Linked DNA regions of Mus musculus: all the other regions are linked to region 1. Evidence: chromatin contacts called from public HiChIP or PLAC-seq and promoter capture Hi-C data. All regions are on one chromosome and are shown on one strand. Each heading gives the region's core, a stretch centred on a gene start, on an enhancer-like site or on the middle of the called end of the contact. The rest is flanking DNA. Distances are from core to core; before and after follow the strand shown.

Region 1 (3,224 bases), core at 479-2,978:
TTAACCTCGCTAGGCTCGCCCCTCGAGCCACAGGAGCGGGCCAGGGGGTCCCCATGCCGCCCTGAGCACTGCTCCTTGTCCCTGAGTGCGGCCCTTCGTTGGTGCTTTCTTCTTTGGCCCTCGAAATGCTGTTTCCTTCCTAGGGTCCCTCACTTCTCCGGGCTCCAAGGCCAAAAGCCCTTTGGGAAAACCCCTTGGGGACTCAGGAGCCCCAGCTTCAGGTGGACGCTCCAGGCTCAGGGTGTCCTCTTCACTCTATGCGGGCCCGGTACATTTGCCCAGAAATCCCAGAAGCCATCGTCATTTCCCACAGCTGCGGGCCCCCTTAGCCACCTCCTCAGCCTGTGTGAGAGCCGTCCCTGGGACACCTAGCTCGCCTTGTTGACCCCTCAGCCAGGGAGTTAGCACAGTAGTTTGCTTGCCTCCTAAAATGTTACTGGGGATTTCAGTGACAAGGGAGGATCAACTTGCCTCAGTTTGACTGGAAGAGATGAAACAGATAATAAATAGGTTGATACTTGAACAAGATACAAGATAGATGGGAGAAAGAGCGGTGAGCTGGCAGCGACAGACAGCTCAGGGACAGATAAGATCGACAAATAAGTATCTAAGCAAACAGAGGGAGGGAAAGATACCTGCAGACCAAAGATGCCAGGTTCTTAGCTTTGGAATTCGGATCCCTGTTAGAGTGAAGCTACCCCTCTGAAATGGATTTGCTTTTCCAGCCAAGTTCGGAGGAGGGAGTCCTAGGGACTAGATTGGCGGCAAGAGCGCCTGCCGCCCAGCATTGGGTCCATGGAGCCCTGAGTGTCTGAAGACACGTGAGGTGACTGGGCGACCTAGAAGGCCCTAAACATCAATTCCTGGGTCCTCCACCAGGCTAGACTGTGGATACAGCTTCCTCTCTGCCTTCTCCAGAGATCAAAGCGAGGGACCAGCAGCAACTTTTTAGTGCTTGGAGTTTTACAGTGGCTTCCAAGAGTGGCCAAGATTCCTTCTAGCCCATCTGAGCTGATGTCGGGGCATGAAGGATACTCAAAGAGGAGTCACCCCCACAAAAGGAGCAGCCCAGAGCCTGGGGAGCCTGTGTTGGGTCTGAGTAAGAAAAGCTGTGTGGAAGAGGACAGAAAGCTCAGGGGCATGTTTCCAAAGCTAAAAAGTGACTCCAGAGAAACGCCTGTGAGAACCTCTCTGTCCCAAGCGCTGACAAGAGGGGAGCCGGCTTTAGTCTGGAATGCAGCTAAAAAATGCAGAAAATGTGGTTAGAGACTGCGTGATCCCGGCCTAACTGATGGCTGGCAAGAAAGCGTTTTGTAAACCCAGCTGGACTCTTTCTGCTCAAGGAACACCGGGCTCAAGGAGTCAGAAGAGAAGTACAGGTTTGTGCAAACCGGTACTGTTGTCCCTGGAAGCCGGTCACCACGAAGATAGGTGCATTGGGGGCCACCCGAGGTCGTGGTGCACGCGACAAGCTTTGGAAAGGGTAGGGTTCAGCACCGCGAACAGCAGTGGCCTCCTCCTCTTCCTTCTATCCTCCTCCTTCAACCTCCATCCCTCCCCCTTCTCCCTGCCCCCACCCCTACATCCTGCAGTTTGTGATGGGCAGTGAGTGCCCCTCCTTCGCCTCCCCACCTCTCCCTTCACTGCCCCCGCCCGCACGCGTGCATGCGCGACTGAGCAGAGGGGCCGCTGGTCCCTGAAGTCCGGGCTTCAGGACCCTGGCGGGCAGGGCGAGCTGTGAGGTAGCTGAAGGCACGCAAACCTGAGTGCCGGCTGGAAAGCCTGGATTTGGCTATGGCATTGCTGTGTGGCCTTGGGCAAGTCACTCTCCGTCTCTGGGTCCCACTTCCTTTCCAATCTGAAAACAGGATTGGTTTCCTGGCAGCCGGGGCTTTCCTGAGGTTTCGATTTTCCCTTTTCCTCCCTTAGCCCCCCGGGTGCTTTTGTTTCAGCTCAGAAGCTGGTCTGAATAACAAAAGGGGCCAGTCCGTGGGACGAATGAGCTTGAGCTCCCCACTGCCAAGTAACCCCCTCGCACCCCACACGTTGCGCCCCGCTGGGCGGGCCTGAACCTAGGTAGCGGCGCTAAAAAAATGGCTCATCTGCTCTCTGCTCTCTCTGTTTCGCAGGAGCGGCGGCATGGAGGCTCTCACCACTCAGCTGGGGCCGGGACGCGAGGGCAGCTCCTCTCCCAACTCCAAGCAAGAGCTGCAGCCCTACTCGGGATCCAGCGCCCTTAAACCCAACCAGGTGGGCGAGACGTCGCTGTACGGGGTACCCATCGTGTCGCTGGTCATTGATGGGCAGGAGCGCCTGTGCCTAGCCCAGATCTCCAACACCCTGCTCAAAAACTACAGCTACAATGAGATCCACAACCGCCGCGTGGCCCTGGGCATCACATGCGTGCAATGCACGCCGGTGCAGCTGGAGATACTGCGTCGGGCCGGGGCCATGCCCATCTCCTCTCGCCGCTGTGGTATGATCACAAAACGAGAGGCCGAACGCCTGTGCAAGTCGTTCCTGGGCGAGCACAAGCCCCCCAAACTGCCTGAGAACTTCGCCTTTGACGTGGTGCACGAGTGCGCATGGGGCTCTCGGGGCAGCTTCATCCCTGCCCGTTACAACAGCTCTCGTGCTAAGTGCATCAAGTGCGGCTACTGCAGTATGTATTTCTCTCCCAACAAGTTCATCTTCCATTCGCACCGCACACCCGACGCCAAGTACACTCAGCCCGACGCCGCCAACTTTAACTCGTGGCGTCGGCACCTCAAACTCAGTGACAAGTCGGCCACCGACGAACTGAGCCACGCTTGGGAGGACGTCAAGGCTATGTTTAATGGCGGTACGCGCAAGCGGACCTTCTCCCTGCAAGGGGGCGGCGGAGGCGGCGCTAATAGCGGGTCTGGTGGTGCAGGGAAGGGCGGCGCTGGTGGCGGTGGCGGTCCAGGGTGCGGCTCAGAGATGGCCCCAGGCCCACCGCCCCACAAAAGTCTGCGCTGCGGTGAAGACGAGGCGGCTGGGCCTCCCGGGCCACCTCCACCGCATCCGCAGCGCGCACTTGGCCTGGCGGCGGCAGCTAGTGGCCCTGCAGGACCTGGAGGACCTGGGGGCAGCGCAGGGGTTCGCAGCTACCCGGTGATTCCAGTGCCCAGCAAAGGTTTTGGCCTCTTGCAAAAGCTGCCCCCGCCTCTTTTCCCGCATCCTTACGGTTTCCCCACAGCATT
Region 2 (3,224 bases), core at 509-3,008, 380 kb after region 1:
TTCTAAGAGAGAGTGCTCAGCCAGGCTGGCAGCACAGTTCCAGTCAACAGGAACTGCCCATCTGCTGTGACTAAGGTATGTAACATTGGAGACATAGGCTGAGAAAGGCACAGCATCTGCTCTTGGATCGTGGGGATGACTGACACATGAACAGACGGATCTTGTGTGAAATGTGCAAGAAAAGCAAAGACATGAGGAGCAAAAAAGACAGAGGTAGGGCTAGCTCTTCGGGTCTGTAGGTATTCAGAGAGATTTTCAAGGTGGGGACAGAGTTCTGAAGCATGATCAAGCAGGCTGGATGCCCCAGGGGAGTGGGGAATCCCAGAGAAGGCTGGAAGTGCAGGGCACTGAGGCTGGAGAGATAACTCCATAGTTCAGGGCTGTGGAGAGAGAGATACCAGGCATAGGAGGGGAAGATAAAAACAGCGGTCAGATTCTGTAGGCCAGTCCTGGAAGGTCTTGGGTCACTCCTTGTATCTGACAGGAGCCAGCAAGTACTAGCACAGGAGGGCCCTGCTAGACAAGCTGATGGGTGGGAGGATGGACTGGGAGGAGCAGGGCTAGAGGCAGAGAAACCCATGGAGGTAGGGCGACACTCGGGAGGGTGAGAATGGCATCGTCCCGCTTAAGGTCTCAGAGGTGGGGTCATTAGGAACTAGAAGCTCTTGGGGTCGAGGGAGAGGCCTGGGCTATACCTGGTTCTTTTTCACACTCTGGAGGGTGGACTGGAGATACCAGCAGCATGCTTTCAGAGCTCTAAGGTAAGGTTCAGAAGCTGGGCTTGGGGTGTGTGAAGCATGCATGGGGTGTGCCCTGTGGCTCGTCCACAGCACAGCTCAGTAGGGTCTGGGTGCTGAAGCTCCGGCTCTTCCTAAGACAGACTGGGCGCTAGTTTAGATACATTGTTAGAAGACACTGTATACACTTCACTAAGCCTGGACCAGGCCTCTGGTGGCTCAAGCCTCCAGCCAGCCACTCAGGAAGTTTGCAGAAGATGGAGCCAGTCTCAGAAGTTCCAGCTAGATGATGAAGGATGTACTCAGTGTCACAAACTGGCTTAGCTCAGGGTCTCATGTAGCTCAGGCTGGCCCTGAATTTCCCATGAAATTGCTGACAATGACCTTCAACTTCTGATCCTCTTGCTTCTGGTCCTCCTGAGTGCTGGGATTACTGTCATGTGCTACTACATCTAGTTTATGCCTTACTGGAGAAGGAACCTAGGGCACTGAGCATGCCAGGCAAGCACTCTGCCAATTAAGCCACATTCCCAGCCCCTCAGGGCTCCATACACTGGGTATGGTGATTACACCATGATCCTAGAATTCAGATGGTGCTCCCCCCTCCCCAATATGCTCAATGACTCTTTCTGGCTCTATCTATCTTTCACATTTACCCCACTGTCTTACGCCCACACCCTGGAGACACACAGTCAGTTCTCCTGGCTTTAATGCAGGTCCTCCCCTCCCGCCCGCCTTACCCTCCCGGCTCTGCAGCTCTGAGTTCAAATCGTCCTTTAAAGTTCAAAGAGCTCAAAGCCACCTCTGCAGGAAGTTCCCTGACCACTCTCTGGCGTGACTCATGTTCTCCATCTCTACCTGGCGTCAGGATCCTGAGGGCATCAGGGTCCTGGCATGGGTGACTGCATGTGAATCTGCCTCACGAGCTTCATGTGGGAGCGGCGTGCACCCATTCTCTTGCGGTACAGACTTTATAATTACGGTATCAGGCAAGTCAGTGATTGGAGAGGGCAGCTTTTCTCCCATGCCAGCCCAGTGACTCACATGGGAGAGAAGGGACGAGGGGAACAGGACCAGCTTGGTGAGAGGATGCTGTGGGGAGGGCTGGCAGGGTGTGCAGGGGTGGGTGTGTATGGGGGGGATGGGAGGGGTTGTGGGAGCGTGGGCGAGGCAGCGCGCCGCACCGCGTATCCTATCACAGTGCTGGAGAGATCTGAGGCTGTGGGAGGGGCTTCGCTTGGGTGCCTAAGCTTCGAAGCTCCCGGTTTCTAAGTGCTGTGATTAAGCCAGTTCCTAAAGCTTACAGTCCAATGCAAATCCCGCCTACTCTCCCAGCCCACTTAGACAGAAATGGGGAGGCGTTTTTGAGTAGACTCTTCAGAGAGCAAGCACCCCAAGTTATTAACAGAGGATTTAGGTGCCTCTAGAGCCGGACGCACTGGCAAAAAGAAAGCTTTGGAATACTTGGTAACAGGCAGGGTGAGTCCTGCACTGAGTTAGATACGGAGCAAACTCAAGAGCAAGCTCAAAGCAGTCCTTTTCTGAAAACTTAGGGAGGTAAGAACCAGAGATCATAGCTGGGCGTGGTGGCGCATGCCTTTAATCCCAGCATTTGGGAGGCAGAGGCAGGCGGATTTCTGAGTTCGAGGCCAGCCTGGTGAGTTCCAGGACAGCCAGGACTACCAGAGACCCTGTCTCGAAAAACCAAAAAACAAAACAAAACAAAAAAAACCAAACCAGAGGCCATGGGGTCACAGGTCCCTTCTGGGCATCTCATTTACCCCAGGGGCCACTTAGTGCCTCCATGTGAGGAGGACATGGGAATCCAACAAAGGAGTCTTGTCCTGCTGTTACTAGCTGTGGGTCTCTGGGGACAGGAGGCAGAGGGGTGAGGGAAGAAAGGGCTCAGCCATTCTCATCACAGGTCTGGAGTCAGGGTGGCAGAGGGGCAGGACTCACCGACACTCTGAGCGTAGTGGGCCAGCCGTTGTCCAGCATGGGGCCGTTGTCAGGGTCCTCTAGGGAGTACTCCACGGAGAAGGCCACTGGCTTCACGTAGTCTGCAGTGTCCTGTGGGGAGAGGAGGACAGAGTTCAGAGAGGAGGGACTACAATTTCTTGGGCCAAGACTGCAGACATAGAACTTCCACCCCTCTAGGCTGGAGGACAGCAGCCTGTGGCCCTCAGGGTAAGTCCCCATGTGGATAATGGTTCTGCCAAGGTCTGCAGGTGAGAAATATGTGCCAGGTAGAAAATCAAATGCCAGTTTGGCATCCTGAAGTTTCACCACACTCCTGTTTACCCTTCAAAGTCCAACCCTCATGGAGCAGATAACTCTGTCCTTCAGGAGGCCTGGCAGGCATCTTCCTCCCTCCAGATTTGTGACTTCAGTTTCTTCCCATGTTATTGAAACCACTTAAGTATCCTTTTCTTTCTGTTTTGTGTGTGTGTGTGTGTGTGTGTGTGTGTGTGTATCCCAGGCTGGCCC
Region 3 (3,224 bases), core at 271-2,770, 340 kb before region 1:
GAGGGTTAAGTGTATCCTGTGACTTGGCCAGCAATAGTCTTAGCATGTGGACGTTTAAGATATTGTTGCTTTGTTGCTTTTTATTATGAATATTAATTAAAGTTCTATTATGAGAAAATATAAGCAATAGTGAGCAAATAAATACAAAGTAGCAGTTCTTTGGCAATTCACAAGGTTATTTAGGAGGCTTTGTAGCCTTCAAGACTACTGTAGTGTACATCAATTACTATTATACAAGATGCTATCAAAACCTCAGCATAATGATCTAATTCTCTCTCTGTTATGATTTTCCTAATTAATACCTTTAAAAGAATAACACTAGATAGCATCCTGGCCTCTTACCATTTGAGGATAGAAAACAATGTGTTTCTTAGAGCTTTCTTCATGTTGAATAAAGAGGCTTGATATAGTAGAGATTATTCTGACCAAAACATTGGGTCTGGATGCTTCTGGTTCCAGTTGGCATATTTTCTAATTAGTATAGCAGCATGTCACCAAGATCACTGGAAAGTCTTAATCATGTACATATTTTTCCTTAGCTCTGAGAATGACTTAGAACGTTTTCTTCCAGTTGAGTGGTTATTTTCATGGTGCTGCCAGGGATGTGTTTGAGGTGCTTCTCTGTGCCTGAGGATGATGACAGGAGAAGGAAAATTGCCTCCCCAGTTAAATGAAAGCCTGGGCACCCCTTCCGAGGACCTATAATAATCAGCTATACAAGCTGTTGGCTTGTGTGTCCTATTGATTTAATATGCTTCTAATCAGTACATAAAGCTATGGGCCTGCAGTGTTAATTTTTCATATGCTTACAAAGTACCCTTTGATTTTCTGTCACACGTTAATTACAGCATTTTGCCATTAAATAGGAAGCTTTGTGTAAACTAATTACTAGGTAATCATTGTCTACTGCAAGCGTGCTGTTTGTACCTTTTATTTTATTCTAAAAATGCACAGATCTCACAGTCTGGAAACACTCTACCTTCCAGCCATTAGCTCTCACTAATTCATAGCATTATTGTGGAGAGTGGAGGAGTTGTAATTGTTGTGGTATCAGAGCTGTTAATTACCGGAGTAAACAGTTGAAATGGTGCCAAGGTCTATTGTACAAGGCAGAGAAAAGGAGGTTTAAATGTTACTCCCACCATCTGGGGACGGGAGGAGAGGCAAATGCTAGAGAACAGAGGCGAGGCGCCGCCGCTTCAGCTCCAGGGTTGGCGGCCATATGGATCCAGAAAAATTTGAATCAATTGAATTTAACTGCCAGTTTTTCACAATAACTGCGTGGAAGGAAGGAATAAAGCAGAAGATAAGAGAAAGGAGGATTGGTTAGTGTTTTCACACCCGGGAAGGTCCCGCTGGAGTTCTTCTGGAAATGTCTGTGCTGCTGAAAACCACAGAGCAGGCTTAGGCTTTTGGAATGGATTCAAAGAAAGCTTTCACTCTCTGACAGTCACAGTGCCATGTGCTACTGGTCATCTGTCCTCGGTGCCCCTTGGTGGACCAGGGATGCCCTTGAGAAGTCTAGGACTCTCTGTAACTGAGCCAGGCTCTAGACAAACCCTCACTGTCTAGTCCTGTGCATGGTCTGTGGAAAGAAAACAATCAATTTACAACGCTGCTACATCCTCCTGACTCCATGTATCTGATGTGTGGAAATATCAAAAAAGGTCCCTCTCTTCTCTTGATTGAGAAACAGTGCTGCATGCCCATTCTTTGTGTACAGACTAAAATACAAGGCTCCCTTGATAAACTCAGTTTCATTCCTGGAACTCAGTCTTCCCCATTACTTGAATGAGAATCAATCCAAAGGGAATGTGTGCTTCCTTTTGTCTCCATTCTGCATTTAAAGAGTGTGTCCATCATCGTCCTCAGTCCTCCCAACCAGGTGTTTCTCTACATGTCCCAAGTCTCTACATGGATAGGAGAAAACCTATTTCCAGTAGCTTTCTACTAGATTATGGCTACTTCTACTTATGGTTGATTTAAACACAGCCTGATTCCCACTTTAAAACACTGTATAATCTTTAAAACAGTCATATGTACTTACTGGCTGTCATTCTTACAATTCAGTATAATTTCCTTGAAAACTGTTTTCCAATGGTAAGAATATTTGTCTCTCCCCAGCCATTTGCTGCAGTAACTACTTTTCAGTATCATTCTCCAAACACGAACATCTTCTTCTCTTCTTAAGCCACCCTGGATTCCTGTATTTATTTCTAATCGTTCCTTTAGCAGATGTTGAAGTAATTTGGGGTGTAATGTAAGCAACTCTTTTAAAGAGAGAAATCACAGATAGACCAGGAAGCGAGGGCAGCGTTTGTCAGGCTTGTGTGATGGCAGTTTTGCCCTGGGGGAGGGGGAGTTTTTCCCTCCTTTTGTGTATGTGTAAAGTTCAATTAAGAATTTCTAGAAGCACTTAATCTTTATCTATTGAAACCCCCCAGCATGCAGTGCGACAGGATGAGCCTAGAAAAAAAAGAAAGAAAGAAAGACAACAGTTGTGCTCCCTGTGGCGAGGGGAAAGAGAAGCAGCAGTCAGTGCTGGAGAGTGGAGAGGGAATGAACTTCTCCGGTGGCTGTGGTTGCAGTGAGGCAGTTGTGCTGAGCTTCGGAATGGAAGTACAACATATGTGCCTCAGTTGGACAAAATGCTTCTCAAGTTGAATCAATTGCTAGGCCTGCATGTTGGTGCAAGGTAGAGGCCTCGCTAATGAGGGATCGACTCCTCAGGAAGCAGTGAGTGGGTAATGCGACCTAAGTATGGAATTATATACCGCGTTTTCAACATTCCGTTTAATGAGAGCCGCCACTGCAGCGAATCACTTGCCACACACCCGAAATGGGCCATTAGCTATCAAGGGAAAATTGTCTTTGCCGCTTTTAGCAGATGGAGCAAATATTTTACAAAGCAATTTTACATACCAAAAACATTTGTGTGCTTTGGTAAAGCTGGTTGTTTTACATTATGTTACCTTCTACTGCAGCATAATTTTCCATCTCATCGAAGACAAACTTGGCATTTTTGATTTTTAAATTCTCCATTAACAATTAAACACAGAGTAGTAAAGCTGTCCTTAAACTTTAAGTAGGTATGGGAAGTAGTTTCCGACTTGTTGGAGACACTTTCACTTTTTTCTTCATCCTTTCAACATATTTTTGCACCCTAAAGAGGGCCTGTTCCTAATTGTCTCAGTGGAAAGTAATGAGTGCAAACTTCGTGAAAG
Region 4 (3,224 bases), core at 318-2,817, 310 kb after region 1:
GTGGAATGTCTGCTGAACTTGTAGAAGGTTTTTGGGCGTTTTACAGCCTGAGCCTCAGTCTGGTCAGGCACCTCCTTACTGCACACTGGACCACTTCCTTATCAGTCAGAGATGATGACCTAATACTTAGAGTATAGGGACCCTCAAGTGACAAGAAGCTGCTCAATAATGTGCCTAAGGGCAAATCTGCCCTGATGACGTGTATATACAAACTAAGATGGCTACCCTGTGACTACGCCACGGAGAGCTCATAGGATGACCACCAGGTAGAAATGTTACCAGAGGCAGCACAGCACATGCTCAGAGAATTGCTCCCCAGTCGGAACTATGAAAAGGCTGCCCTCAACCCAGTCTCCCAGAACTTCCCCCACCATTCCAAACAGTGCCAGGGACTTCCTAAAATTCACCTGGTGCACATGAGTGCTCAAATCTCTCCACGGCTCTTTGGTACCTGTGGCATATGGAATATACATTTTTACCAGGTCACTCAGGTGAGGAAGGTAAGGGGTCTTTCCTGCTCAAAGTGAACAGCCTCCCCACCCAGAGTAGGTGCCTCCTCCAACTTCAGACTCTAGGGCCTTCTCGGCCAACTCTGGGACATTCAGGGCACTTTAAAGTTGGTCCAGCCCCTGTCGTTGATTTTCTCTTACACGTGTGACATGTCCAACACTAGTATGTATAGTCCTTGTGTTTCCTCACATCCTTCCACTGTCTACCATGTCCAGTTTCTGTGGCCTGGGAAGAACCACGACTTCCTGCATGCTATGCAGTCACTACCAACTGGATTACATCCCCCTAGAAACCTGCCTCTGCCTCCTGAGTGATGGGGTTAAAAGCATTGCCACCATGCCCGGCAGTAAGTGTCTGTCCTCTGCAGAGTCTTGTACTGTTCAACTCCAGAAAGCCCTCCAGAATTAGCTGTCACCTGCTTTGGCTCAGACTTTCCTGTTTGCCATCTGGCACAACGCTAGGCACATGACAGGTGTTTAATCAATACATGTGACAGGCGGGAATGCTTTGGTCAGTGGAGCGGATGGAGGCAGACTGGAGGAAAAGATGAAAGGGCGGGTTTTGCGCCTCTGGCTCTGCCCTGTCGAGCCAGATAAACCCCAAACATCTCCCCTCTGAGGGAAGGGGTCTCTCATTCAGGATGGGAGAGTCACGCTGTCCCCGGTTAACGGCCCACTTTCCCTGGGCCCTGAGCCACCGGATTCAGAGCAGAGTCACAGTCTTGCCCAGAGCAGGAGGTTCCTAAAAACTTGGAAGTGGCACAGGGACTCAGCCAGGCTGGCCGGGGTGGCCCCCGAGTAGCCTATCCCTGCGGTTTCCTTAACCCTGGCGAGGTCTCTCAAACTCTGGGGCCCCTCGCGGCCTCCCTGTCCCCGCTCCGCGCGCACCTGGCCTGCACGAACGCGACACCGGGGCCGCCCGCCGCTCCGAGGAGCTGCCGCCTCCGCGTCGCCGCCTCCATGGCCGCCACGCTCGGCCTCGCCTTCCGGGAGGAGAGACGGCTGCGCGGGCCGCGCGGAGCCTCGGCGCCCAACGCGGGGAAGGCTGGGCGGGAGAGAGGGAAGCGAGCGCGGGGCCCCAGGGCGGGCGGGAGGGGAGGGGAGGAGCTGGAGGCTGGAGGGGAGGAGGGAGGAGAGAAGCTGGAGGAAAGAGCAGGGGGAGAACTGGTGAAGGGAGGAGGATAGGGAGGGGCTTGGGGCAAGACCGGAGAGGAGGATGGAGTGTGGGGAGGAGGGAGGAGGAATGAGAGAGCGGAGGTGGAGGGAGACAGCTGGAGGGCGTGTTTTGTTTGAGAAGGAGGGGCCTAACTTATGTCCCAGAGGTCTTGGGTCTTAGTTGAATCTGCACTCCAGTGGGGAAGCCTGGCGTCTTGTTTGTTTGTTTGTTTGCTTGCTTTTGTTTTTTTCCTGGGTTCTCTGCATTTCTGCAGGAAGGAAGCCTTGCCTAGCCGGGCTTGAGGGTACTGGACGAAGGTGAACCGGGGACCTGGAATGACCAAGCTGTGAGGTCATCAGAAGACCCGGGGTCTTTGAGCCCTCCTTCCTCAGATTAAAGACTGCTCGATAAACTATCCACTGTGCTTTGATAGGTGAAGAGAATAGTGAATTCTCTCCTAGTTGGAGGACAACGAGGTGGTCCAGAATCCAGTCCTGGCGTTGGGGAAAGACACACACCCCTTCCTCATTCAATTGTGTTAAGAACCTCGTAAGTTCTGTGCAGGAACCTATGAGCCCTGTTCAGAAGCGCTTCTGTTCGTAGCTTCTGGTAATGGTGGAGGAAGTTCTGAGGGTTGTGTAGCCATAGAGGCAGTAAGGCCAAACAGGCATCACAGGAAGGATAGCTGACAGAGAAGTATGAACTGGAGACAGGAAAGAGCTCCAGGCAGAGGGAACGGCCAGAATTCCCCACACACCCACCCCTCCTCCTCCCACACCCTGTCCAGAGACTAGCTGGTATGGAGGAGTGGAAAGTTGTGTGAGAACCACGCTGCTCAGGGGAGTGAGAGACTGGCTGAGATGGGGGAGAGAGGGGTTTAGATTGGAGCCCCCAATCCCTGAGAACCTCAGGAAGGGCCCTGGCAAGAGACTGGCATATGTGTGCATTTCAGGCACAGCCCAGAGGCAGAACCAGAGATGGAGGAGGTGCAGCCTGTCGGGTACCAAGTTCTAATGAGGGTCCTGGACTGTATCAGTAAAGGGGGGTTGGGGGTGAGACATGCCCAGTGGTGTGGGAGCTATCTTCTTCGGATGCATGGCTGTAAGGGGAGAGGAGTTTAGATGTGACCAGGCGCTGCATCTAAGTGGGTGGAGCAAGCACAGGTAAATGAGACGTCATCTTTGGACCCACGAAGCTTTGGTTGGGTCAGGATGCTGTTGGACCCATGGGTGTGAAGCTCAGACGCCATGTCGGTCGGTAGGAGCCTGGCAGATAGATTGAGCCGCAGGAACATAGATGGCATCCAGAACCCAAGGAGACAATGTCCCAATGAGAAAAGAGAACAGAAGCCAAACATGAGAAGTATCTGCAAGGCACACTGTCTGGGGACCAGTGTCACAGAGGTCAGATAAATTGCTCGGCCTCTCCCAGACTCAGTTTACTCATCTGTAACAAAGGGTGAGCTATTTCATCTATAGCTTTGAGAAATGCATGAGCCTCTTGCAGACTATCTGGCTCTGTTGGGCTGGTTTTGTTGGAGAGCATGTATGCGTTCATGC

The links. Promoter capture Hi-C pulls out the DNA fragments that hold promoters and counts their contacts. HiChIP or PLAC-seq counts read pairs in DNA pulled down with a chosen protein or histone mark.
Region 2: a contact with region 1 is called in a promoter capture Hi-C map of the C10 cell line, with 4 times the contacts expected there. The contact joins the enhancer-like site here to the promoter of Skor1 in region 1. A contact is called at or near these places in 2 of 39 promoter capture datasets (the C10 cell line and embryonic stem cells), 9 of 115 datasets of contacts at active chromatin or transcription factors (cardiomyocytes, craniofacial prominence, embryonic limb bud and 4 more) and 1 of 9 other capture datasets (adipose tissue).
Region 3: a contact with region 1 is called in an H3K4me3 HiChIP or PLAC-seq map of embryonic basal ganglia, with 4 times the contacts expected there. The contact joins the enhancer-like site here to the promoter of Skor1 in region 1. A contact is called at or near these places in 15 of 39 promoter capture datasets (the 3T3-L1 cell line, the C10 cell line, the HPC-7 cell line and 11 more), 2 of 484 Hi-C or Micro-C datasets (the 63-12 cell line and bone marrow-derived macrophages) and 17 of 115 datasets of contacts at active chromatin or transcription factors (the HPC-7 cell line, the NIH/3T3 cell line, astrocytes and 12 more).
Region 4: a contact with region 1 is called in a promoter capture Hi-C map of liver, with 3 times the contacts expected there. The contact joins the promoter of Cln6 here to the promoter of Skor1 in region 1. A contact is called at or near these places in 21 of 39 promoter capture datasets (the 3T3-L1 cell line, 3T3-L1-derived adipocytes, the C10 cell line and 12 more), 2 of 15 datasets of contacts at CTCF or cohesin (the NIH/3T3 cell line and large pre-B cells), 46 of 484 Hi-C or Micro-C datasets (the 63-12 cell line, the AML12 cell line, B cells and 29 more), 43 of 115 datasets of contacts at active chromatin or transcription factors (the 230-238 cell line, the HPC-7 cell line, the NIH/3T3 cell line and 29 more) and 5 of 9 other capture datasets (adipose tissue, embryonic stem cells, liver and 2 more).

Annotation. Positions count from the first base shown.
Region 1 is chr9:63,145,484-63,148,707 of GRCm38.p6, reverse strand. Skor1 (SKI family transcriptional corepressor 1) reads left to right here and starts at 1,728. Exons shown (of 9, transcript NM_172446.3): 1 at 1,728-1,901; 2 at 2,130-3,224. The coding sequence starts at 1,795.
Region 2 is chr9:62,762,390-62,765,613 of GRCm38.p6, reverse strand. It overlaps Itga11 (integrin alpha 11), which reads right to left. Exons shown (of 30, transcript NM_176922.5): 18 at 2,697-2,807. Among named protein-coding and RNA genes, the nearest start is that of Fem1b, 48 kb to the left of the region's middle. Within about 2 kb of position 1,758, at least 29 of the 459 cell types and tissues checked have an H3K27ac peak or open chromatin away from gene starts, as enhancers often do.
Region 3 is chr9:63,488,602-63,491,825 of GRCm38.p6, reverse strand. All of the region lies in intron 15 of Iqch (IQ motif containing H), which reads left to right. The region is part of intron 3 of Gm16759 (a long non-coding RNA gene); the gene reads right to left. Among named protein-coding and RNA genes, the nearest start is that of Gm25995, 48 kb to the right of the region's middle. Within about 2 kb of position 1,520, at least 15 of the 459 cell types and tissues checked have an H3K27ac peak or open chromatin away from gene starts, as enhancers often do. A contact at or near this core is called in embryonic basal ganglia, where this site is marked.
Region 4 is chr9:62,837,128-62,840,351 of GRCm38.p6, reverse strand. It overlaps Cln6 (ceroid-lipofuscinosis, neuronal 6), which reads right to left and starts at 1,567. Exons shown (of 7, transcript NM_001033175.3): 1 at 1,398-1,567. The coding sequence starts at 1,471.